Regions from separate parts of the Mus musculus genome. Here regions 1, 3 and 4 are each linked to region 2. A link is a contact called in public ChIA-PET and HiChIP or PLAC-seq data. All regions are on one chromosome and are shown on one strand. Each heading gives the region's core, a stretch centred on a gene start, on an enhancer-like site or on the middle of the called end of the contact. The rest is flanking DNA. Distances are from core to core; before and after follow the strand shown.

The links. HiChIP or PLAC-seq counts read pairs in DNA pulled down with a chosen protein or histone mark. ChIA-PET counts read pairs in DNA pulled down with a chosen protein or histone mark.
Region 1: a CTCF HiChIP or PLAC-seq map of the NIH/3T3 cell line shows a contact between it and region 2, with 9 read pairs. The contact joins the enhancer-like site here to the promoter of Mrps10 in region 2. A contact is called at or near these places in 5 of 39 promoter capture datasets (the 3T3-L1 cell line, cranial neural crest, liver and 2 more), 1 of 15 datasets of contacts at CTCF or cohesin (the NIH/3T3 cell line), 2 of 484 Hi-C or Micro-C datasets (the G1E-ER4 cell line and bone marrow-derived macrophages), 6 of 115 datasets of contacts at active chromatin or transcription factors (the NIH/3T3 cell line, bone marrow-derived macrophages, embryonic forebrain and 2 more) and 3 of 9 other capture datasets (adipose tissue, embryonic stem cells and liver).
Region 3: an H3K4me3 HiChIP or PLAC-seq map of bone marrow-derived macrophages shows a contact between it and region 2, with 6 times the contacts expected there. The contact joins the enhancer-like site here to the promoter of Mrps10 in region 2. A contact is called at or near these places in 7 of 39 promoter capture datasets (the HPC-7 cell line, cranial neural crest, embryonic stem cells and 3 more), 1 of 15 datasets of contacts at CTCF or cohesin (the NIH/3T3 cell line), 8 of 484 Hi-C or Micro-C datasets (the N1E-115 cell line, bone marrow-derived macrophages, embryonic stem cells and 4 more), 25 of 115 datasets of contacts at active chromatin or transcription factors (DN3 thymocytes, the SCID.adh cell line, T-cell acute lymphoblastic leukemia and 16 more) and 4 of 9 other capture datasets (adipose tissue, liver, macrophages and 1 more).
Region 4: a contact with region 2 is called in an RNA polymerase II ChIA-PET map of memory CD8 T cells, with 14 read pairs. The contact joins the enhancer-like site here to the promoter of Mrps10 in region 2. A contact is called at or near these places in 4 of 39 promoter capture datasets (the 3T3-L1 cell line, the C10 cell line, the HPC-7 cell line and 1 more), 1 of 15 datasets of contacts at CTCF or cohesin (the NIH/3T3 cell line), 4 of 484 Hi-C or Micro-C datasets (the AML12 cell line, bone marrow-derived macrophages, frontal cortex and 1 more), 12 of 115 datasets of contacts at active chromatin or transcription factors (the SCID.adh cell line, bone marrow-derived macrophages, differentiating embryonic stem cells and 6 more) and 3 of 9 other capture datasets (adipose tissue, embryonic stem cells and liver).

The regions. Positions count from the first base shown.
Region 1 is chr17:46,932,335-46,935,209 of GRCm38.p6, forward strand. Ubr2 (ubiquitin protein ligase E3 component n-recognin 2) reads right to left here. Exons shown (of 47, transcript NM_146078.3): 45 at 1,741-1,911; 46 at 119-220. Among named protein-coding and RNA genes, the nearest start is that of Prph2, 23 kb to the left of the region's middle. Within about 2 kb of position 1,392, at least 97 of the 459 cell types and tissues checked have an H3K27ac peak or open chromatin away from gene starts, as enhancers often do. A contact at or near this core is called in the NIH/3T3 cell line and bone marrow-derived macrophages, where this site is marked.
Region 2 is chr17:47,367,591-47,370,425 of GRCm38.p6, forward strand. Mrps10 (mitochondrial ribosomal protein S10) reads left to right here and starts at 1,297. Exons shown (of 7, transcript NM_001146212.1): 1 at 1,297-1,364. The coding sequence starts at 1,317.
Region 3 is chr17:47,053,582-47,056,281 of GRCm38.p6, forward strand. No RefSeq gene overlaps it. Among named protein-coding and RNA genes, the nearest start is that of Ubr2, 44 kb to the left of the region's middle. Within about 2 kb of position 1,265, at least 59 of the 459 cell types and tissues checked have an H3K27ac peak or open chromatin away from gene starts, as enhancers often do. A contact at or near this core is called in adipose tissue, bone marrow-derived macrophages, granulocyte-monocyte progenitors and 1 more, where this site is marked.
Region 4 is chr17:46,965,817-46,968,673 of GRCm38.p6, forward strand. It overlaps Ubr2 (ubiquitin protein ligase E3 component n-recognin 2), which reads right to left. Exons shown (of 47, transcript NM_146078.3): 18 at 2,568-2,633; 19 at 1,374-1,496; 20 at 1,216-1,279; 21 at 325-449. Among named protein-coding and RNA genes, the nearest start is that of Ubr2, 43 kb to the right of the region's middle. Within about 2 kb of position 1,320, at least 24 of the 459 cell types and tissues checked have an H3K27ac peak or open chromatin away from gene starts, as enhancers often do. A contact at or near this core is called in memory CD8 T cells, where this site is marked.

The DNA of each region.
Region 1 (2,875 bases), core at 142-2,641, 440 kb before region 2:
TGACAAGCTACCTTCAGCAGAGCCCACTCCTGGGTACCAGCCCAGCTGACTTCAGGACCTCCCTGCTTATCATGCTCTCCACGAGGCTCATCTTCCTAACCCCAGGCCGGGTCCTTACCTGAGTCCCTGGTCGGTCTCTCCATAGTCGTCAAGGTAAGGAGGAGAATAAAAACATCCTTTGGTTTTGCCAGCTAAAAATAGCACCTGACATTCCCGCACTCTGTGGAGAGAGCATTCATCTTTGTACATTTATGTAAGTAACATGATGTTGATTCAACTCAGAGAAAAGGCTTATGTAAGGAAACACATGCACAAAAGGCCAGGTCAGGAGACGAGAGCAGCTGTAACAGAGATACCTGCGAGTAGCAAGGTATCCGCCCAAGTCTGGTGCAGGGGACTTGATCACACTGTGAACCCTGAGACTGTGTTACTTATGGAAAAAACTGTTTCTAGTTGTGGTACGGCTCGGTTTTAATCCCTCTGCTGGAATACAGACTTGCCTTTAGGACATACCTTTAAATCCATAGTTTGTGGAAGGACACAGCCATGTTTGGAAGTGACGTCTAATGGAGTGGCAGACAGAATTATGAATCAGAGAAAGATCTGACAGAATAGGATGTGCCTCACTCTCTTGAGGAAGAGGAAGCTACTTGAGAGAGCAGCGCAGAGCCAGAGGGAAGAGAGAAGGCAGATTTACCGGGAGGGTTTTACAGAGACAGGCTGAAGAGAGACCAAGCAGACACGGTGAAGACAGAATGAGTCAGAGAATGAGAAGGAGCCAGAAGATCAGAGGAGCTTGCAAAGGTAGCATGAGGCCAAACAGAGCAACTCAGAAGTCAGTCTGACTCAGTCAGCATGGAGAGGGGTGTGAGTCACAGCCAGTCAGAGCTCAGAAAGAACCAGGAAGGGTGAGCTTATTCAGCACAAAGTCTCAGAGGCTGGAAACACTGTCGGCCTAGATTGGCCTGTGTGCAGTCTGGAAGTCCCCAGGCCTAGGCCTAGGTTAGCAGACGGAGGAGGTAAGCCTCCGAGGTGCCAATTCAGGAGAACAAGGGACTCTTTACACAAGTGTTCAGTGGAGCCATGCGGCGGGAATGTACCTGGCAATGACGTGCTGCAAATTCAGACAGTGACTGTGTCGAGAACCCAGGGCTCCAAGCAGAATTTAAAACAGCTAAGTGTGGGGAAAGACAGCTCATCTTTTCCCCACAATTATGAGAAAATTACTCGTTTAAAAAATGACATACAACAGTTACTAAGTATTTTTATCTGAGTACAGGACCCAGTGGCAACCCGTGCCTCCTCAGAGAAAACCTAAGAGCACCACAGAGGCAAAGATGATGCTGGGCTCTAAAGATTTACAAATTTATGCTTTATGTGTAAGTGTGTGAGTCCACAGAGGCCAGCAGAGGGCAGCAGATCCCCTAGCACCAGAGCTACAGGCAGTCGTGAGCTGCACTGCTGACCCAAATGCTGGGACCTGAATACAGGTGCTCTTGTGCTCCGTCTCTGCAGTTCCTGACGGGGGAATTCTTTACCTGAATTTGGGGAGGAAACGAGGGACAGGGATCGCCCCACATTTAAGGAGGCACAAAGGGGAGCTAAGCTGTCAGTTGGGAGCTGTCACCAGCCATACGGGAAATGTGAGAGCCCTGGCTCTTTGTAGTCTGCACACAGTGGCACAGTGGCTTCGAAAGTCCCCGAAGTGCTCAGGTGAACACGGCCAGCCGAGGGCCTTACCTCAGGAAGATGCCGGCCCCGGAGCCGCAGGAGTAGGTGTGTGCTGTGCAGGCTCCGACGTCCTCACCCTCCAGCTCAGCTTGGCAGCAGTAACTCTGAGAGCAGAGGAGACTCCCACACACGAGGCACAGAGTAGGAGCTCTGCTCTTGTCGCCACCTGATTTGGGGCACCTGGAAGATAAAGACAGCACTGTTACAAAGGAACAGGCACAGAGCACCCTGGAAAATAATCTGTCAGTATTCACCATTCTGTGACAGGACACTGGGACACACACTAATACCACCTACCAGAAACACCTAAGGGAGCAACATCTGGGACAGGCAGATGGGAACACTGTGTGAACAACAGGAACTACTATTGGGGCACGGAAGAGTGATGCCTCAGTCACGTACAAATCTCAGACACAGTGTGCAAAGTACTGCAGACACAGCCACTTAAATGGAGTGACGCGGAACAGACACCCATGTTAGCTTCCCAGACACATGGGGAGGGGGCGAGAAGAAGCTTCAAACAAGAGATGGCTTCTGTTAGAATGGCCTGTGGGCACATCTTTGGAGACACTTTCTTCTTGATGGCTAATTGATGACGGGCAGGTGGGCCCAGGTTATATAAGAACGCAGACGGAGCAAACCAGTGACAGTGTTCTTCCATGGCCTCTGCTTCAGTCCCCCGTCCAGGTTCCTGCTCTGAGCCCCTGCTCTGACCTCCCTCAGTGACAGACTGTAACCTGTAAGCAGGTTAACCCTTTTCCTCCCCACGTTGCTCTGGTCAGTGCTTTAGCACATCAACAGAGTAAAAGAGGGCAGAGACTCAGCACAGCACTCAGAGTGACGTGTCTACAGAGCAAGGAGGGAGACGCAGGAGATACCCAGAGACAGAAAACTCCTTAAGAATCACAAATGCAGGCCAGGTGTGGTGGCGCACGCCTTTAATCCCAGCACTCGGGAGGCAGAGGTAGGCGGATTTCGAGGCCAGCCTGGTCTACAAAGTGAGTTCCAGGACAGCCAGGGCTACACAGAGAAACCCTGTCTCGAAAAACCAAAAAAAAAAAAAAAAGAATCACAAATGCAGGGCTGGAGAGATGGCTCAGCAGATAAGAGCACTGGCTGCTCTTCCAGAGGTCCTGAGTTCAAT
Region 2 (2,835 bases), core at 47-2,546:
AAATCTCTCATCAGTTGTGCCATCTGGACATTCTACCCTTTGCTTAGTTCTCTGGCCTGCCAAATAAGAATTAATGCCTGCTTGTGGGAGACCCAGCTTTACATTGGCATGATGGTTTATGGAGATATAGTATTGGCTAGTTTTGTGTGTCAACTTGACCCAAGCTGGAGTCACTGGAGAGGAAGGAGCCTCAGTTGAAGACATATCTCCATACGATCCAACTGTAAGGCATTTTCACAACTGCTGATCTGTGGGGGAGGGCCCAGCCTACTGTGGGTGCTGCCATTCCTGGGTTGGTAGTTCTGGGTTCTATTAGAAGGCAGATTGAGCAAGCCATGGGAAGCAAGCCAGTAAGCAGGACCCCTCCATGGCCTCTGCATCAGCTCCTGCCTCCAGATTCCAGCTCTGCTTGAGTTCCTGTCCTGACTTCCTCCAGTGATGGACTGTGATCTGGAAGTGCAAGCCAAATAAACCCTTTCCTCCCCAGCTTGCTTTTTGATCATGTTGTTTTGTAGCAGCAATAGAAACCCTTACTAAGACATATACTTTGTTTCATTCGCATTAAGTTGACCCTTATTCATTTTCCCAACAACCTCTTAAGGCCCAGGATGTAGAAGAGATGTCACAAATTCAGGATGACATTTATCATGTAGCATTTTAATCTCATTTAATCCTCTACTGCAAGTATGATTTGTTCTCATCTCTACTTGGCAAGTGAAAGAAAAAAAAAAAAAAAAAGGGGGTTCAAAGTACGGAAGAAATTTGATCAAGTCACCCACCTAAATAGAAACCAGAGCGCCTAAGTGTGGAGCTTCCATTATGCTAAATTGCATGGGAAGGCATTTTGAAAAACACAATTTAGAAAAATCCATTAACAAGCCTGGCATTCCGATGGTGTGAACAAAGTTTAAGAATGAAACGCCTTTTGCAATAAGGTAAAATGTTAGAATTTGGACTCAGTAGCAGCAGCAACTTCCTTCCCAAGTATTTCTGTTGTGTTTGTCTCTAAGCAAACAGAACCACCCAAGACAAATAGGATCTTAGGATAGACAGCGTATAGATAGAACCTGGGAGTTTATCCAGACGGCGGAAGCGACGCATCCACTCAAAACCTTAAATGAATGAGTGAATAATAAATAAGTAAATAAATAAGAAAATAGAAAATTTAAAATATAATTTTAAAAAAATTCAAGGAGCACCGTCTCTATGGTTGTTTCAGTGTCGGAACACAGGAGACACTCTTTCCTTTTCGAACTCTATGGTTCGCGAACAATGCTGTGACCCCGGAAGCGGTCCTGGGCGATCAGGGCACCAAGATGGCGGCGCGCGCAGCGTGTGTGGCTCTGTGCCGGCGCCTGCAGCAGGTAAAGGGGTGGGCGTGGGGTCCCGGCTGCCGACGGCGCCGTCATCGTCGAGTCTCGCTGCCACCCTCTGCCCGACCCGTACGGAGTCATCCTCCGTTGGAGGAAGTTATTAGAAAGTGACAAGAAAAGGGCAGGTTTTTCTCTCGAGGGACCCTACATAAATTGGCAAGACGGGAGCGAGAACCGTAAGACGTCAGAGCAGGAAGGATGAGGAAAACGCGTTCAGAGCCCTCCCTCCACGGTAGAGAGGGCCATGGAAACCGTGAGCTCAGAGAAGACAACGCTGGTCTCGGATTCTTAGGAACCGAGCCAGCAAACGCTGGGTCACATAAAGCCCCGGTGCAGCCCCACTGGGACGCCCTGCTCGCCTCCACGGCTGAGGAGGTGACCCGAGAGCTCCCAGGTCAGGGGAATGGGTCAGATCTCCCTCGAGAGGGTCTTTGAAAAAGGAAAACTTGCCTGGAGTTCGCATGGCATGAATCACAGCACTGGGGAAAGGAGGCAGGCGGACGAACTTCTGGGTTCGAAGACAGCCAGGTTATGTATTGAGATCCTATCACAAAAATAATTTAAATTAAAAACAAAAAAACCAGGCTGTTCTCAAGAACTTTGGTCTTGAAACTTTTGTGACTCTTCTCAATGGTCATTTAGTAGTTTTGAAAATAATGCTCAGAACTGGGTCAGATGGCTGACCCTGAAATAGCATTACTTGTAAAACCTGGCTTGCATATTGAGGCCCTGTCCCAAAATAAACGAATTCTTTAAAAAAGGAAGAGCTGACACTGTGGCTCGGTTGCTCAAGGGCCTAATGCCTAAAGCTGGCCCTGTCGGCCCCACAGCAGCATGTAACCCAGAGGTGGTGGCCCACACCTGTAATACCAGCCCTTGAGAGGCCAAAGCAAGAGGCGCACGCCTTTAATCCCAGCACTCGGGAGGCAGAGGCAGGCGGATTTCTGAGTTCAAGGCCAGCCTGGTCTACAAAGTGAGTTCCAGGACAGCCGGGGCTACACAGAGAAACCCTGTCTCGAAAAAAAAAAGGATCAAAGATTCCAAAAAGTTTGTTTTTCATACTAGAGATTGAACCCAGGGCCTTGCTTACACCAGACAAGGGTTCTGCCACTGAAGCCCATTTGTAGCCTTCTGTGGGACTCGAGTGGTCTGCTAGGGTTGCCGAGCCATCACTCCAGCCTCGATATCGTCCCAGGTTAGTTAACACTTTAGAAAGCCTGCTTTCCAAAGCAGAAGCAAATTTGAAGAAGAGTAAGCCTGGGACGCAGCCTTCCAGCAAAGGCAGCTTTTCTCTCGTTAGTTTTCGCATACCATCTTTTACTAGATGGTACAACCCACGCAGCTCTGGAAGACTCCACTGAACACCAAATGGAGAATGAGAGCAGAAAAGTCTTGAGTAATGTCATGGTGAGTTTTGGTTTCAGGCCTCCCGAGAGTATCTTAAGAATTCATGGGCAGCCCT
Region 3 (2,700 bases), core at 15-2,514, 310 kb before region 2:
GGAGAAAGGTTTACTCAGACTCACAGCTCAAGTTACAGACTGCCATGGAGCAGGAGGAGTGGGGGAAGCCAAGGCACCTGGAGCTCGGAGGAGCTGGCTGCATCCCATGCACAGCGGAGAAGCAGTGTGTGTGTATGCTGGCCACGACTTAGCTCACTGTTCTCCGCTCTGTGTAGTCCAGGATCCGCTGCCTAGGGAACACTCCCACCCATGGTTAGGAAGAGTCTTCTCACATTAACTCAATCAAGCCCGCCCTTGACAGGCATGGCCAGAATTCCATCTCCCAGATAAGACTAGGTTCTGGTGAGCTGGCATCTGATGCTGATATAGATACTATTTATTGAGGCGGAAAAAGTTTTCAGCAAATGTTATGTTAAAACAATATATTAAGGTGGGGTAGGGTGATGCAGGCTTCCAGAACTTGAGAGGTGGAGACAGAAGGATGAGGAGTTCAAGGTTAACTTCAGCTACTGTGCAAGTTTGAGGGCAGGCAGACCTATAGGAGACTGTGTTTCAACTAACTAAATAAGTATGTAACTAACCAACTAACTAACCAACTAACTAACAAACCAACTAACTAACCAACCAACCAACCAACTCAGTTAGAAAAGGCATTTAGCAAGCCAGGCATAATGTCACATGTTTGTAACCCTAGCTTGAGAGACAGACCGGAAGAGAGTTAAGGCCGATTAGTTGCATAGTGAGTTTGAGGCCAGACTGTATCACTTTGAGATCCTGTTTCAAGACAAAATGAAACAATCACACAAACAAACAAACAAACAAACAAGCAATCAAACAAACAAACAACCCCCACCCCACCCCGCCCACCATCCAAAAATGACATTTGGAGTCGAATGTGGTGATGCACGCCAGAATGCCAGCGTTTGGAAGGCTGAGCTGGGACGATCTCAGATGCCATGCCAGTCTGGTTGGCTAGTACTGTGGAACCCTTATACCTCACCCTTCCCAAAAGAAATCACACACAGTTGAACTTCCAGAGACAAAGTCAGTGGCTCCCTATGAGCGGGACAGAACACAGAAACGTCAACAGCCAGTTAAATCGAGAGCAATTGCAGGAACTTTTGCTTTCGTCGTTACATTTTTCTTCATGATCTAATTTTATCCCAATGCATATTGGGGGTAGTATTTTTTTTTAAAGAAATGCAAAGTTAGATATTTCAGGAAACGAAAGAACAATGCGCAGTCTGAACTGGCAGGAACCGGTGGGAGCCGCTTCTCTAGACTGCCCTGACACTAAAATTAGCACTGGCAGGCAGGCAGCTTAAGGAAAGGAGAACCAGGCTGGCTGTGTGTGATTTTTCACATGGTCTCATGAATGCCTTATTTATTTATTATTTATTTATGCGTCCATGAATGTGGCGGTCATAGGACAACTTGAGGGAGCCGGTTCTTTCTTTTCCACTCTGTGGGTCCTCAGAATCGAACTCAGGTTGTCAGGCTTGGTAGCAAGCACCTTTATCCACAGAACCATCTTGGTAGCCCTCTTTGAGGCTTTAGGACAGAGCCTCTTAGTGCATCTCTCCATTCCTAATTGTTCACTCTTGGAAACTCCAGAGCCGAGCGATACCCTGAGCCTTAGTCCCTAAGGAGATTTTCTGCTTGAAACCTGATTCTGGTTCCCAAGCCCGTGGTACCAGGACTCTATCTTGCCAGGCTGGGGGCTGGGTCTCTGCCCTACAGTGCCTCTCTGATTCCTGAAATCTGGAATCCCGGTCCATACCGGTCCTTCCAGTTCTTCAGTCTTGTCAAGTACCTCCACTCCTCTGCTAAAGCAGACTCCTTTCATTTCACATGCACTTGTGTATGTGCGGAGAGACATTCTTGTGCGCACAGAGTGCCCATGTGTAGGCCAGAGGCAGGTGTCAGGTACCCTCTTCAATTGCTTCTCCACCTTAAAAAAAATTTTTTTAAGATTTATTTTTATTATATGTAAGTACACTGTAGCTGTCTTCAGACACACCAGAAGAGGGAGTCAGATCTCATTATGGATGGTTGTGAGCCACCATGTGGTTGCTGGGATTTGAACTTTGGACCTTCAGAAGAGCAGTCGGGGGCTCTTACCCACTGAGCCATCTCACCGGCCCTTAAAAAATTTTAAATGCTTATTTATTCATTTATTTGGGGTGTGTGTGTGTGTGTGTGTGAGAGAGAGAGAGAGACAGAAAGAGAGAGAGAGAGCACAGGTGCAAACATACATACATACATACATACATACATACATACATACATACATACATGTTTGTAGACCTTGCATGCCACAGTGCACTAGGAGGCCAGAAGAGATTCCCCCATTGGGCTTCAGAGATTCAACTCATATTATCCCAGTTGGTGATGAACACCCTTATACACTGACCCATCCCACCAGCCTCTTACCTTATTATTCTTTCAGACAGAATCTTTAAATGAACCTGGGGCTCCCTGGCTAGCCTGGCTGGCCAGGGAGCCCCAGGGATCCTCCTGTCTCTGCCCAATCCCTGAGAGCCTGGAGCTATACCAGAGCCTTGGTTTTTATGTTTGTGACGAGAATCCGAACTCTGGTCCTCATGCCTGCATGGCATACACTTTCCAGAGCGAACCAACTCCCCAGTGCCTAATCCAACTTTTCTTCACGATTCTAGCACACCAGGGTTCCCTAGAGGACAATTCAGCACACACATCCACTCACAAGAGCATCGACTG
Region 4 (2,857 bases), core at 70-2,569, 400 kb before region 2:
CACTGGAGTAAGGAAAAAGCCCTGAGAATGTGTGTTTACTCAAGTTCGAGTGGATACCTCCTCCCTCAGGTGAAAGCGTCACCTGCACTCCTTGGGGTCAGACAGACCCTAATATGCCCCTGCTCTGTGGACAAAACCACTTAGCTCTAAGCACCACATTCTTCAGAGTTCTCTCTAGCTCAGCTCTGCTCCCTAGTCACTGTTCCCAGTGTTCTCCTTTCCAGATGGAATAGCCATCTTAGAACTGTAGCTTGCACCCAGGGGGGAAGTGCACACACTGCTGGGGAGGAGCAGCTTCCGGGTTTCTTAACTGTGGACACTTACATCTTCAGGCAGAGACTTCACCAGCTCACTGTGAGCCATAGGCTTGATGCTCAACTGATGGATAATCTCCCTCTTGATTTCATCTGTGGCAGCCACCTGTCCAACCCCAGGGTTGAATCTTTCTCCTGTCCAAAATGAAAGGTAGATGCACACATTTAATGGACCCATGTACTTATGTGTACAGATTTCCAGTTCTTGCAACAGAATCCATCCTCTGTCTGGGTCACTCTGTGGGAAAATAAAGGCTGGTTTGGAAGGCAATAGCAGTTCCCGTTTATACTGAGTCTGATGCACCGACTTAAGGTTTCATGGCTGCTTTGGAGAAGGACCAGAAGTACGACGGGACCAGTGGAAGTCACACCCTTTCCTCCTCTGTGCTTCTGTCTAGGACAGGCTGGTATCACTCTGAGACCCTCTTCATTAGGGCCACCTCTGCCCACTGGATTGGCTACTTTACGGCCACAGAAGGTCTGAACAGTGGGGGAATGACAGAGCAGAAGGGATCAAAGAACTGGGAAAGCAGGGCCAAGCGAACAGGAGACGTAGGTAATAAACAGACGTCTCTGAGTCACTGGTCTTCATTAACCTGTGGTTGCTGTCTTTGGAGTCAAGAAGACATTTAAACCAAGAACCAAGAGAGAAGAAACAAAGCGAAGATTTTAGTCCTAGCAACTCTCTGCTCACAATGTGTTCCCAAGCTGTGCCAGTCTCCCTCCACCCTTGGCCCAAATACAGCCTTTCAGTTCATCTGTTTCGGCCATTGCACCCCTTCCTCTTTCTGGGGTGTGTGTGTGTGAAGGGCTGTGTGCCCGTTCTCTTCCCATGACTGATCGAGCAAGCTCAGCGCCCTGCTGCCATCGCCAGGCCCACATCAAGGCGGTGTGCACTCACCCACAAGCATGATGATGAGGTAGAGCATCTCTTCGATCAGAGTGTTGTTCTGCTGAACGACGTCCTGTGGGAGGAGGGGCAAGTGCAGAGGTGAGAACACGCCCACTGCTGTCCCTCACACATACAGGACACGTGGGCGTTGTGACACAGGCTCTTACCTTATGGGTAACCTCAGAACTGAATCTCTTCCCATAGTCAGGCGTGCTGAAGAGCTGATAGAGTTCAAAGCGGCTGAGCATGATCATCAGGAAGTGGTTTGGGTCCATCATGGAGACACCTGTCTTTTTTGTTTGTTTGAGACAAAGGAGAAGAGGAAGGTCAGAAGGGACACTCAGTGTTAGTGAGAGATGTTTAAGGTTGCACAAGAAAACAGCTTATTTGACCACCAATTTGAAGAAAAAATGGACACCTACTTAGCCACACCCTATATCATGTGGCTGCCAAGAGGGGACAGGAATCTAAGCAGGTCAAACAATCCACACAAAGAAACCTCCCTTAAAACTGAACCCCAGGAGAACCACACAGGCAGTTCGGCTCCTTTCCTGTCTCAGTCCACTGAAGGACACGGCTATGAATTTCGCTGCAGTTTCCTATCAGAGTTCACTGCCTACTAGGAACTGAGAGGAATATCAATTAAGCCCCTAGTATGTACATACGTATTCTGTTACTGAGACCCTTTTGTGGTAAGCACTCCATTACATAAAACGATAGCTTCTTTTCTCTTAATGCCATTTTTAAAAGTTCTAAATCAAACTGGACTCAACAGCTAGGAACTGAAGTAGAGTTCTCTGGAAGAGCAGCCAGTGCTGGACCATATCCATAGCACCTATCTTTTGGTGCTGCTGCTGCTATTAAGTCTGTTGAGTCAGGGTCTCACTATGTAAGCACACTGCCTTCGAACTCAGAGATCTGCCTGTCTCTGCGTGCACCACCAAGCCAGTCTGTTTATTTTTTAGAATTTACGGTTATGCGTGCCAGTGTCTGCCACATGAGTGCTGTGCCTACAGAGACCAGAAAGGAGCTGGAGTCCCCGTGGTTGTGGCTGCCTGCTGTGGTGCTGGAAAAAGAACTCGGCTCCTTTATGAGCAGCAAAGCTCTTAAGCACTGAGCTGTCTGTCTGTCTGTCTAGCCAGCTGTCTGTCTGACTGTAGCAGCTGCATCTGGCATGCTGAGTCTGACCCTGATCTGGAGACTGGGGGAAGCATTCTGCAGGCTGTTGGCCTTGAGTGGGGAGTGTTAGTAGACAGAGCAGGTAGGATTCAGAGATCTGCAAGTGAGTGTTAGGTGACTGACTCAGTAAAACAAGACCAGGCCTCCCCACAGCCCTGAAGTCAGGGTTTTTAACTCATTACCTGAAGCATCACTATGTCCTTGTCGAACATCTCTCGCCTGCATTTCACATTATGGTAGTAATAGATCTAAAACGATAATTAATTATATTAGGTAAATAAGCTCTGATGGGTATGGCTTCCTGATCATTTCCCCACTGCAAGAAAAAAGCATGGGTTTGTGTAAGCACAAGTGTGTGCCTTCCTGTGTGGTTGGAGCTGGTATGGGCTTTTAGTTAATACTATCTTAGCATGAATAAACCAATAAACTAGAGATATCCACTGATGTCTGCTGTAGATTCCAGCCAGTGTTT